Regions from separate parts of the Mus musculus genome. Here all the other regions are linked to region 2. The links are chromatin contacts, called in public HiChIP or PLAC-seq and promoter capture Hi-C maps. All regions are on one chromosome and are shown on one strand. Each heading gives the region's core, a stretch centred on a gene start, on an enhancer-like site or on the middle of the called end of the contact. The rest is flanking DNA. Distances are from core to core; before and after follow the strand shown.

Region 1 (2,999 bases), core at 109-2,608, 170 kb after region 2:
TGAATCACCTGACAGGTGCTGTGAAACAAACTCGAGTCTTCTGGAAGAGCAGCAAGTGTTCTTAACTAAACTATCTCTCCAGCTCCCACCCACCATCTTTTTCATTACAAAGTTTGAGACACCTCCCCCAAACATTTTCCCAATATGCAATTAAGACATGAGACTCTACTTGGCTCCATCAGAATTCTGTAAGCTTTTGGATTCTACTCCATCCCAATAAAGACCATAGAATCAGAGTCACCACTTACATCCTGGGGTTCTTAGGTCCAGAACCCCTCACTTTCAGCCCCAGCCTCGTGGAGGACCCAAAGATCTAGATTTAACAGAGCTGTCTAGCTTTTCTTCCCATCCCCCTTCAAGTGGCTCTGGGGCTTGACCGCCAGCTGCCTGCTCTGCTTTCAGTACTCAGCTCATACAAGCATTATCTACCCAATCACCGGACTGTCTTGGTCTGGGGAGCTGACCTCAGCCTTCGGGTCTGCTCCTCCTACTAGACTAGCAGTTGGGGAGCTGGACCTTTCCAATTCCCCTCACTTCTTACATTAATCCCATTCCTTCTCACGTCCAGTTCATCTTCTTTCTACCTGACCCACACAGCTCTTTATTCTGCTGCCATTCCACCTCTGGGACACCCCCACCTCCACCATCACCAGGCCTGGAATCTCCTTCTGATTGATCCTTTACGCCAGCGTTTCCGCGATCTGGATATCTGAATGGCTCAAGTGCCATTCCTCAAAGCCCAAGTCCAAACTCCATCTCCCTTCGATATCCTTGGAGTCCGTAACTCTCCGCTTTATTTAGGACCCTTTCCCAGACTCACGGCTTGCTCTTACCGGCCTGGGCCCTCCTCCTTCGTCGTGATCCGCTTCCTCAAAGACCCCGCCTAGAGCCTACCCAGTGGCGACGGTCTCTTAACTCTCAAACACCGAGTTTGTTTTCTTACTCTCGGACCCTCGGACCCCAGGTCCTCCGGGATCCACCAGGCCCAAATGTTCCTCTATCCGCCAAAACCTTCCCAAATTCAACATTGAAATCCTCAGGATCCCATACCTGGAGCCCCTCTAACCTCCCCCGAGCCCCAATTCCGGCTGAGAGTGGTCTAGCTCGGAGCCCCCTTGCCTCACCGGACCCTCCCCTCGCTCTTACCTCTCTCAGGGCTGGGCGGACGCTCCGGGCCGCGGGCCCCGCAGCCGCATGACCGGCCCCGCGGTTTTCCCCGGCCGCCGCTGCCGCCACCGGGGTCTCCGGTGCCCGCGCCCCCCGCCCCCGCCCCCGAGCCCGGCGTCCCGGCCCCCTCCGGGCCTCCCACCCCCCACCCCCCTCGCCCGCGGCCTCACTCAGCGGACGCAGCCGGGAGCAGGGACCAGCGGCCGCTCATTGGCTAATGCGGAGGAGGGGAGGGGCGGGAAGGGAGGGAGAAGGATGCAGCGAGGGAATGAGATGAGCCTTCAGGATGGGGGGAAGGCAGGGAGGCAGGCAGGGAGGGAGAGAGAATAGAAACAGAGGCAGAGAGCCCAAGAAGGAGAGAGAGAGCAAGAGCGAGAGCGAGAGCGAGAGAGCGAGAGAAGAGAAAAGAGAGAAGAGAGAAGAGAGAAGAGAGAAGAGAGAAGAGAGAAGAGAGAGAGAGAAGAGAGAAGAGAGAGAGAGAGAAATATTTTCTGGAACTCACGCGTCCTGAGACTAGAAAAGACAGACAGAAAAGAGGAGACAGAGATGGAGTAGTTTCAGGTGTCCCCACCCCCACCACTCCAGCGGCTCAGAGATTTTGAGGCCCTGGGAGTAGAGAGGTCAGAGAGCCCCAAAATCCAGGCAAGGAGAGCTCAGAGGCCTTGGACCAAAGGAAACTGAAATCCAGGGACCTTAAGCTTGTAGGAGATGGGATGGGGAAATAGAAAAATAGAGAGAAATAGACGAGAGAGAGAGAGAGAGAGAGAGAGAGAGAGAGAGAGAGAGAGAGACTGACTTTCTGAGGAGAGACAGCAGGGGCAAGCCAGGATGGGATATCCCCCTGACGAGGACTGGGGCTGTAGCCAGGCAAGGGGCGGAGCCTGGGGGTCTGGGCAGCTGAAGAAGGCGGGAAGGGGCGTCCCGGGCCGGGTCCCTAGAGCAGCTGGCGGGCAGGCGCAGAGCAGAGCCGGGTCCTGCAGCCGCCGCGGAGCTGGGAGCGGGGCCAGCACCCCCCCCCCCCGCCGTGATGTCAGCGGGGCCACTCTTAAAGGGGCAGGCTGCCCGCCGAGGGTCGAAACTTGGACTGGGGCTTTCAGGAACGTGATAAGAGTACAGGAGAGGTGATACCAGAGAAAGGGGTAACCTCAGCCTCCAGTTGGAGTGAGACTCGAAGATCCGGAGGAGAGATGCCAGGCCTTCAAAGGAACCTGCTAAGCTTTTGAGGTTCTGTCCCCTCCAAACACACTGACAGGGGCACCATTCTGCTGGCTTGCCCGATCCAGAGACTACATTCCCCATCAGCCCTGGCGGCCAGAGGACAGCACCTGGGGAGGGGGGCAGGGTCTTCTGCGATGTCTGCTGGGAAACGTAGTCTTATCTTGATTGGTCCCCTTCACTCCCTGCTCTCCTCCACACGTACTTGCAAAGTGGGTCAGGGGAGAAAGAGGCCGGGAGGACGTTTCTGCCTGTCTTCTGCCTTGCTAACTGGTTCCCAAGCTTCCAGGTTCTGGTTCTCTCACCTTCTGTAACATGGGGTCCTTCTGAACAAGTCTGTCTCCCCACAGTAGGCTAGCTTTTCATATTTCTTACCAGGACTTCTCTAGATTCTGGTGTATGTTGTCTGTATCTGCACTTTGCTCTGGGTGAATATGAGTGTGTGGTAACTGGGTGGAGGGTCGATCACTTGCTGACACACTGGTCAAGGGTTATTCATTGAGTATGTTACCAATGTGGTCACATCGGTCTTCTCAGAAAAAACGGTTTGCATGGCGCTCTCATGCAAAAGTTGTCTTCTCTTTTTATTTTACAGGTCTGTGCATTTTCTCTCCACC
Region 2 (3,250 bases), core at 707-3,206:
GGCTTTTTGTTCTGTAATAAATACTCAGGATAAATCAACTTATAAAAAGAAAAGTTACGCTCATGGTTTCTGAGGTTTCCGTTTTATTGCTTGGTACAACTGTTTGGGGCCTCTGTTGGGACAGCTTATCATGGCAAAGCTAGATGGTGAAGGAAAGTCAGTTTTTTTTGTGAAGAGAGGAAACAGAGAAAAAGCTTAGGATATTGCTGTCTCCTTCAAGGGCATACTTCTAGAGATTCAAGATCTTTTATAAGGCCCCACCCATCTTTTGAAGATTCCTGATCTCTTAAGCTGAAAATAGCCATTCCAAATCTAAACTATGACATTGTCTGTCTGCCTATATGTCTGTCTGTTCTACCTACATCTATCATCTACCTATCTCTCTCTCTGTCTCTCTGTCTCTGTCTCTCTCTCTCCCTACCTATCTTCTTTTCTATCTGTCGACCATTCATCTATATCTATCATCTGCCATGCCTATAATTTATCAGATCTTTTTCTCCCACCTTGGTGTACACATTGTGTAGATAAAAAACTAGACTATTTTAGCGCTCTTAAAAGTGTTCTTGGCCCTCCTCTCTATAGTCAATTTCTACTTCTTCTTAGATAATCCATTTTGAATTTTTCTGTGACTGGGTTTTGCCTGCAGTTGACCAGGATAGCTAGAGTTGGACCACATGCATTCTTTGTGTCCAAGTTCTTTCACACTCCATGTTACTTCTGAGATTTCATGGTCTTACATGTATTTTATTTATTTATTTATTTATTTTTGTGGAAGCTTGAGATCATTCACTTTTATGATTATATTATGATTTATTTATCATCCTCATTGGGCTCCTTCCACCCTGATCTTTTATGGATAATGATAATTGTATCATTTTATCAATTTGATCTTTTATGAATAATCATGATAATTCTTTTTGAGATTGTTTTTGGTGATGGCACTGGGGTTTAAACTTAGTGACTCATGCATCCCAGATAAGCACTATACTCCTGAGCCATGGGCCTAGTCTTGACCTGAGCATCTTCATGTGTTCAGCAGCTTCCTTGACTGAAAAATTCTGTCCCCAGTACCCAGATTGAAGCATAAGGATAAGAAGTTCAAGACCATCCTCATCAGTGGGAAATTTGAGACCACCCTGGACTATATATTGAGACCTAGTTTCAAACCAAACCAAACAAACACTAAACTAAACTCTCATACTAAAACAAATATTAAAGGCAAATGTCATCATGACTAATGTTCACTCATGTAGCTTGAAATGCATTTGGGGACCTTTGACTGTGGCTTTTGTTGGTAGAGTGCTTGTCTAGCAAACACAAAGCCCAGGGTTCAATTCCCAGCACTGCCTAAACCATATGTGGTGACACATACCCATAATCCCATCAGGAGGTAGAAGCAAGAAGACCAGAAGTTCAAGGTCATCTTCAGGGCTGGAGAGATAGCTCAGTGGGTAAGAACACTGACTGCTCTTCCGAAGGTCCTGAGTTCAAATCCTAGCAACCACATGGTGGCTCACAACCACCTGTAATGAGATCTGACGCCCTCTTCTGTACGTCTGAGGACAGCTACAGTGTACTTACATATAATAAATAAATAAATAAATAAATAAATAAATAAATAGTCATCTTCAGTTACATGGTGATTTTGAGGCTGCCCTGGGCTACATGAGATCCAGCAAAATAAAATGGAAAGAGAAACTGTCTGGGCTCTGTCACTTTTCCTCAGTAAGGAGAGGCAGATCATCTCTAGTAGGAAAGGAATATTGGCCAACGTCTAGTGACTATGATATATGACTCTCAGTTTACACAAATCTCAGCTCAGTATAAACCCAGCAAGCCCAGTGTTAGGCCCTTTGAAAATTACTTGTGTAAGGCCTGAAATTTGAAACGGAAGAGGACCAAGTGAGGCAAGTCTCTGAAGGGGTTTATAGGAACATGTTGCAACAGATAGCATCAGCACATTTCCTGCGAGTGAACGTGTGAGGAAGGAACTGAGCAGCGATCTCAAAACCAATCCTGCCTACTCCCTGAGCTTGGGGATGCTGATGTCCTGGCCACTTTCTTCTGCTGATAGTAGACCTGCTGAAGACCTTTGGACCAGCCGCTGAGCCACCATGATCTCTAGGCTCCTTTCCCTTCTCTGCCTCCGTAAGTTATTCAGGGTGGGACACTCAGTTTCCAGGAAATCATAAAGCTGGTGAGATACTTGGGTGGGGACTGAAGCCAGAATTTACACCAGATCAGTGTGCTGAGTGCATAGGACAAACCAGAAATTTCAGTGAGTTCACTGTACATGTTAGGGCAAAACAAATGCTCAACATGTAGTAGACAGAGATGGGGAAAAGATAGGGGCTGGGGCTGTAGCTTTGTTGGTAGTGCTTACCAAGTGTACGTGAAGCCCTAGTTCCATTCCCAGTACTATAAATCAAGAATAGTGACATGCAACCTGTAACTCCGGTACATGGTAGATGGAGAGAGGCAAATAAAATTTGAAGATCATCTTTAGCTAAGTAGGGAGTTTAAGGAATGCCTGGACTACATAAACATCCCCCCTCCCTTCAACACACGCACAGACAGACACAAAGCAGATAGAGCATAGATATAATGTAAAGGAATCAAAACTAGAAATTCTATGTGCTGTTGCTAGCCAAGGTTGAGTCAGCAGCCCGCTATTTTCTTTTATACGAAGCCAACTTGTTATGATTGAGATAGGACAGAGACCAACATCAGAAAGACCTTCTTGTTTACTTATTTTTAAAATTTGTTGAGACAAGATCTTACCATGCAGCCTTGGTTGATCTTACTATGTAGACCAAGCTGGTCTTGAACTTACAGAGATCGTCCTGCCAAATGCTGAGATTACAGGTTTGTGCCACCATGTCTAGCTCTTTTTAATAAATAAATAAATAAATAAATAAATAAATAAATAAATAAATACTACTACTACTACTACTACTACTACTACTACTACTACAATAGATGACAAATGTTATTAAATAACTTTCCTTAGCAAGGTGTAATCCCAGCTCTAGAGAGGAGGAGTCAGGAGGAGTTCAAAGTCATCTGGTTCCGTCGTGAATTTGAGCCCAGCTGGGTTATATGAGACTGTATGTAAAACAATGAAACAAAGCATGTACAGTAGAACATCTTTAATCCTAGTTCTGAGGAGGCAGAGACAGGCGGATCTCTGTGAGTTTGAGGTCAGCCTGGTCTACATAGCAAGTTCCAGGCCAGCAGGAGCTAAATAGTG
Region 3 (3,339 bases), core at 396-2,895, 210 kb after region 2:
GTGCAGAACAGTGTTCCCAAAGCACCGGTAGAGGCAGGATTGGAAATTCGAGGCCTTCTTGGGGTCACAGAGAGAGTTCAAGACCACCAAGGGGTGGGGGTGGGGATGGGGGGAAAGGAAGTCAGTAGTGGTGAGGTTTTAAGTAGAGTATTTGACTAGCATGTGTGAGGTACTAGGTTCAACCCCTAATGGGTGGGACTGGGGCTAAGGGAATGAGACTCCTTAAAACTCCTTCAATCTGATGGAGCTCCAGGACACAGCTCTTCCTTGGCTCCAGGCAAGAACTCATGCAGGAGTTGCAATTCTCCCTGGGAACTAGAAGCCTCCAGGGCACTTGGGAGTTGAGACAGAAAGGCAGAAACCCCCAGCTCCCACCAGGATTGGTTTTTTTGGGAAGCCAGGCACCCCGCACTATAATAAGTGGGCAACAGATCGCCTGTAATCTCAGCATTTAGGAGGAAGAGGCAGACGGATCTCTACAAGTTCAGGGCCAGCCAGGTCTACATAGCGAGTTCCAGGACTACAAAGGCTATATACATAAAGCCTGTCTTTAAAATTTTTTAAACAAAAACAAAAATGGCGGGTTAGTGTCCAGCATAAATCCTTCTGTCAGGGAGAAAAGTTAGGAAAGGAGGAATAGAAAGAAAGGAAGACCTTAGGAGAGGTAACGGAACTAGTGATAGAGGCCTCCAGCATCGTTTGAAGTCATTGCTCAGGAATGCTCAGCTAAAGACATAAGCAGGGTGAGGAAACGCCCCTAGAGTTTCCTCCTAGGTCTAGTTCCACTCTCAGGGCCACACCCAGCACCCCTGCTACCATCCCCAATGCCACACTCCTGAGGTCATCCATCACTCCACAGACAGGGCACATGCTGGGCACAGCCCTGAACAGACTCCAGGCCACGCCTCACACCAGTGGTGGGCTCAGCCGTAAGCCTTCAAAGATTCCTACCTCCCTCCCCCCAGCCCCCCCCCCATACTCTAGTGCGGGTGCAGGCCTCTGGGAGGGTCAGAACAAGGACTTTCCCCTCCTGAGTCCCTCCAGGTATAAGCACCAGGTATAAGCATCCAGGAGTTCCATCTTCTCGGATTCAGGGATCTATACTCAATCTTTCCGAGTCTTCAAACCAAGAGTCGAGATCCCAGCCCCTCCCTTCTTCCGTCCCAATTCAAACTCCAGTACCTTCTCCCTCAGAACAAATTCAGACCCCCAACTTCCTCCAGATTAAGGTCTGAATCCTGCCCTCCTCCCTGAGACCCATCTTAAATACAGATCCCAAACCTTTTTGGTCAGACCTAGGAGTCTAGATCCCATCCTACCGCTCTCAGCCTCAAGGGTCCAAGTACCACCGTCCTTCCTCATACCCACGTGCCCACTCCCCAGTCCCTCTTCTTTCCCATGTATGACCTGTATGAGCTCAGATGTTCAGCCTTTCATCCAGAGCTTGAGTCCTGGTCCAACTGCAGTGTTTCTAGGGATCCAGACACCTGAATCCGTGCCCACTCCTCTTTCTAGAACCAAGGATCCTGGACCACAACTCCTTCCCTTTGGGGGTCCCTGCAGCTTTACCTCTCCAGGCAGTGGCGACTGTAGCACAAACAAGGACGACAGCTGCAGACCAAAAGGGTCTTAGGACTGGGTGGAGTTGGCCAGCTGAGGAGCGCGCGAGGGAGGGGTTGTGGGCGGGGTTTGGGCCTGGCTAGGGCGGTGAAAAGGGACTTTCCCTTCATTCAGGCTATCCCTGGTAGGCCCCGAAGGCGGGGCTAATGCCACACCACGCCCCCAGAAGGCTAGCGTCCTGGATCTCCCGCCCTACCAGTGAGGGGGTGCAGAGCTGAGGTCACCGTAGCCGTGGAGACAAAACAGGAAGACACAGCAGCTGGAGGGGTGGGGTCTCCTGGGGGCTATCCTCCCTGTCATAGCTCTAGAAAGAAATCTTCAGGGTAGACCGGAGAATGCTGTTGCCATAGAAACGTACTTGTTTATGATTTGTTTCAGATAGAGTCGTCGCCCCCCCCCCACTAAGCCGGGTCCCCACGCCTAGTCTCACCTCTCATTCAGTTCTCCCGCTCTCCGCCCCACGCCTCTGTCTATCAGTTCCCCCACGATACCCAGAAAAAGGAAATCTTACACATCCAGGTCCCAGCAGTTTGAGGGTCAGCTAGACCTCTGTTTAACGGAGTCTTGTCTACCTGAAGCAGAATTTAGGGTGCCAGGCCTTGAGCTTAAGCTACCTTGACTAGTGAGGGCCCACCCCCAAAAAACAAAGACTAGATTCCTTCGTTTAGGGGTCTGCATAGAGAGTGGGCCATATCTCCAATTACACTGTAATCATGGCCTGAGGACCCTTGGGCCAAGTCTCAGAAGATCACAGCCAGGAGACGCGAAAGGATGATGGATAGTAGCTAAATTCCTGGAAATTTGGAGGGAGGGTACCAGATTTCTGAGCGTTCAGTTTTCAAAACATATGTGGTTGGTTGGTTGGTTGCCTGAGTCTAGAAGGGCACGCTATTTTTGGCCTGAATTCCTGCCTTCAGGACAAAGGGAGAGACTCAGAATCTTTATGAGGACAGGGCTAGGGCCCGGAGCTCTGGATTCTAGGTTCTATCATATGGGAAGGATTCCTCGGGCCCTATAGTACCGGGAGGAGAGGGGCAAAAGCAGGAAAGAGATGCAGGATTGGGAAAAAAAAAAAAAAAAAAAGTCGGATTTAAGGGCCTGAAAGAACTCGACTGAGCCAGATGGGAAAAGAAGCTGAAGGTCGCGATGCTGGAGGGACCTTTAGGTCTCTCCTAAAGGTCCCAATGCTGGCCCCCTGGGCAGGGCGGAGACCCAGGACACCTGGTTCCCTCCCTCCTGGCTGCACTCACTCACCCCGCTCTGCAGCGGTCCCGGGCGCGGCCTTGCTCTGCTGCTGCTGGGCGGGGCCTAGTGGCGGCTGCGGCTGCTTGTCTCTTCCCGGCGGCTGCTTCTGGTTACCTTCCAGGAAGACTGGAGAGGTTTATAGTCCTAGCCCTAGAGAGGAAGCTAGGAGCTTCGCGAAGGGGGTGGGAGGTGGGGGTTCGAAGGGGTCCAAGAGCTCACTACAGCCAGCTTCGTGTCCTACAGAGGAGGGAGGAGCTGGAGAGGGGACCTGGACGCTTGCTTCTTGCTTCGTGCTTTGCAGAAGTGGGGGTGGGGAACAAGGTAGGGATGGGTAGGCGAAGAGCTGTGTGCTCACTTTGCCTGTCTGGGAAGAGACCCAGAAACAGACCCTCTTTGTCATTTTATGCCTTGCAAAAGGGAGGGTTTTAGTTTAGTTTAAACACACACAGACATTTACTACACATTTACTTTATG

Evidence for each region. HiChIP or PLAC-seq counts read pairs in DNA pulled down with a chosen protein or histone mark. Capture Hi-C pulls out chosen DNA fragments and counts their contacts.
Region 1: a promoter capture Hi-C map of liver shows a contact between it and region 2. The contact joins the promoter of Cacng7 here to the promoter of Tarm1 in region 2. A contact is called at or near these places in 6 of 39 promoter capture datasets (the 3T3-L1 cell line, 3T3-L1-derived adipocytes, hippocampal neurons and 1 more), 3 of 115 datasets of contacts at active chromatin or transcription factors (bone marrow-derived dendritic cells and embryonic stem cells) and 3 of 9 other capture datasets (adipose tissue, liver and macrophages).
Region 3: a contact with region 2 is called in an H3K4me3 HiChIP or PLAC-seq map of bone marrow-derived macrophages, with 4 times the contacts expected there. The contact joins the promoter of Myadm here to the promoter of Tarm1 in region 2. A contact is called at or near these places in 5 of 39 promoter capture datasets (the 3T3-L1 cell line, the HPC-7 cell line, hippocampal neurons and 1 more), 1 of 484 Hi-C or Micro-C datasets (macrophages), 5 of 115 datasets of contacts at active chromatin or transcription factors (bone marrow-derived dendritic cells, bone marrow-derived macrophages, embryonic stem cells and 1 more) and 1 of 9 other capture datasets (liver).

The regions. Positions count from the first base shown.
Region 1 is chr7:3,331,184-3,334,182 of GRCm38.p6, reverse strand. Cacng7 (calcium channel, voltage-dependent, gamma subunit 7) reads right to left here and starts at 1,358. Exons shown (of 6, transcript NM_133189.5): 1 at 1,147-1,358.
Region 2 is chr7:3,501,330-3,504,579 of GRCm38.p6, reverse strand. Tarm1 (T cell-interacting, activating receptor on myeloid cells 1) reads left to right here and starts at 1,956. Exons shown (of 6, transcript NM_177363.4): 1 at 1,956-2,148. The coding sequence starts at 2,115.
Region 3 is chr7:3,288,861-3,292,199 of GRCm38.p6, reverse strand. It overlaps Myadm (myeloid-associated differentiation marker), which reads right to left and starts at 1,645. Exons shown (of 3, transcript NM_016969.2): 1 at 1,570-1,645.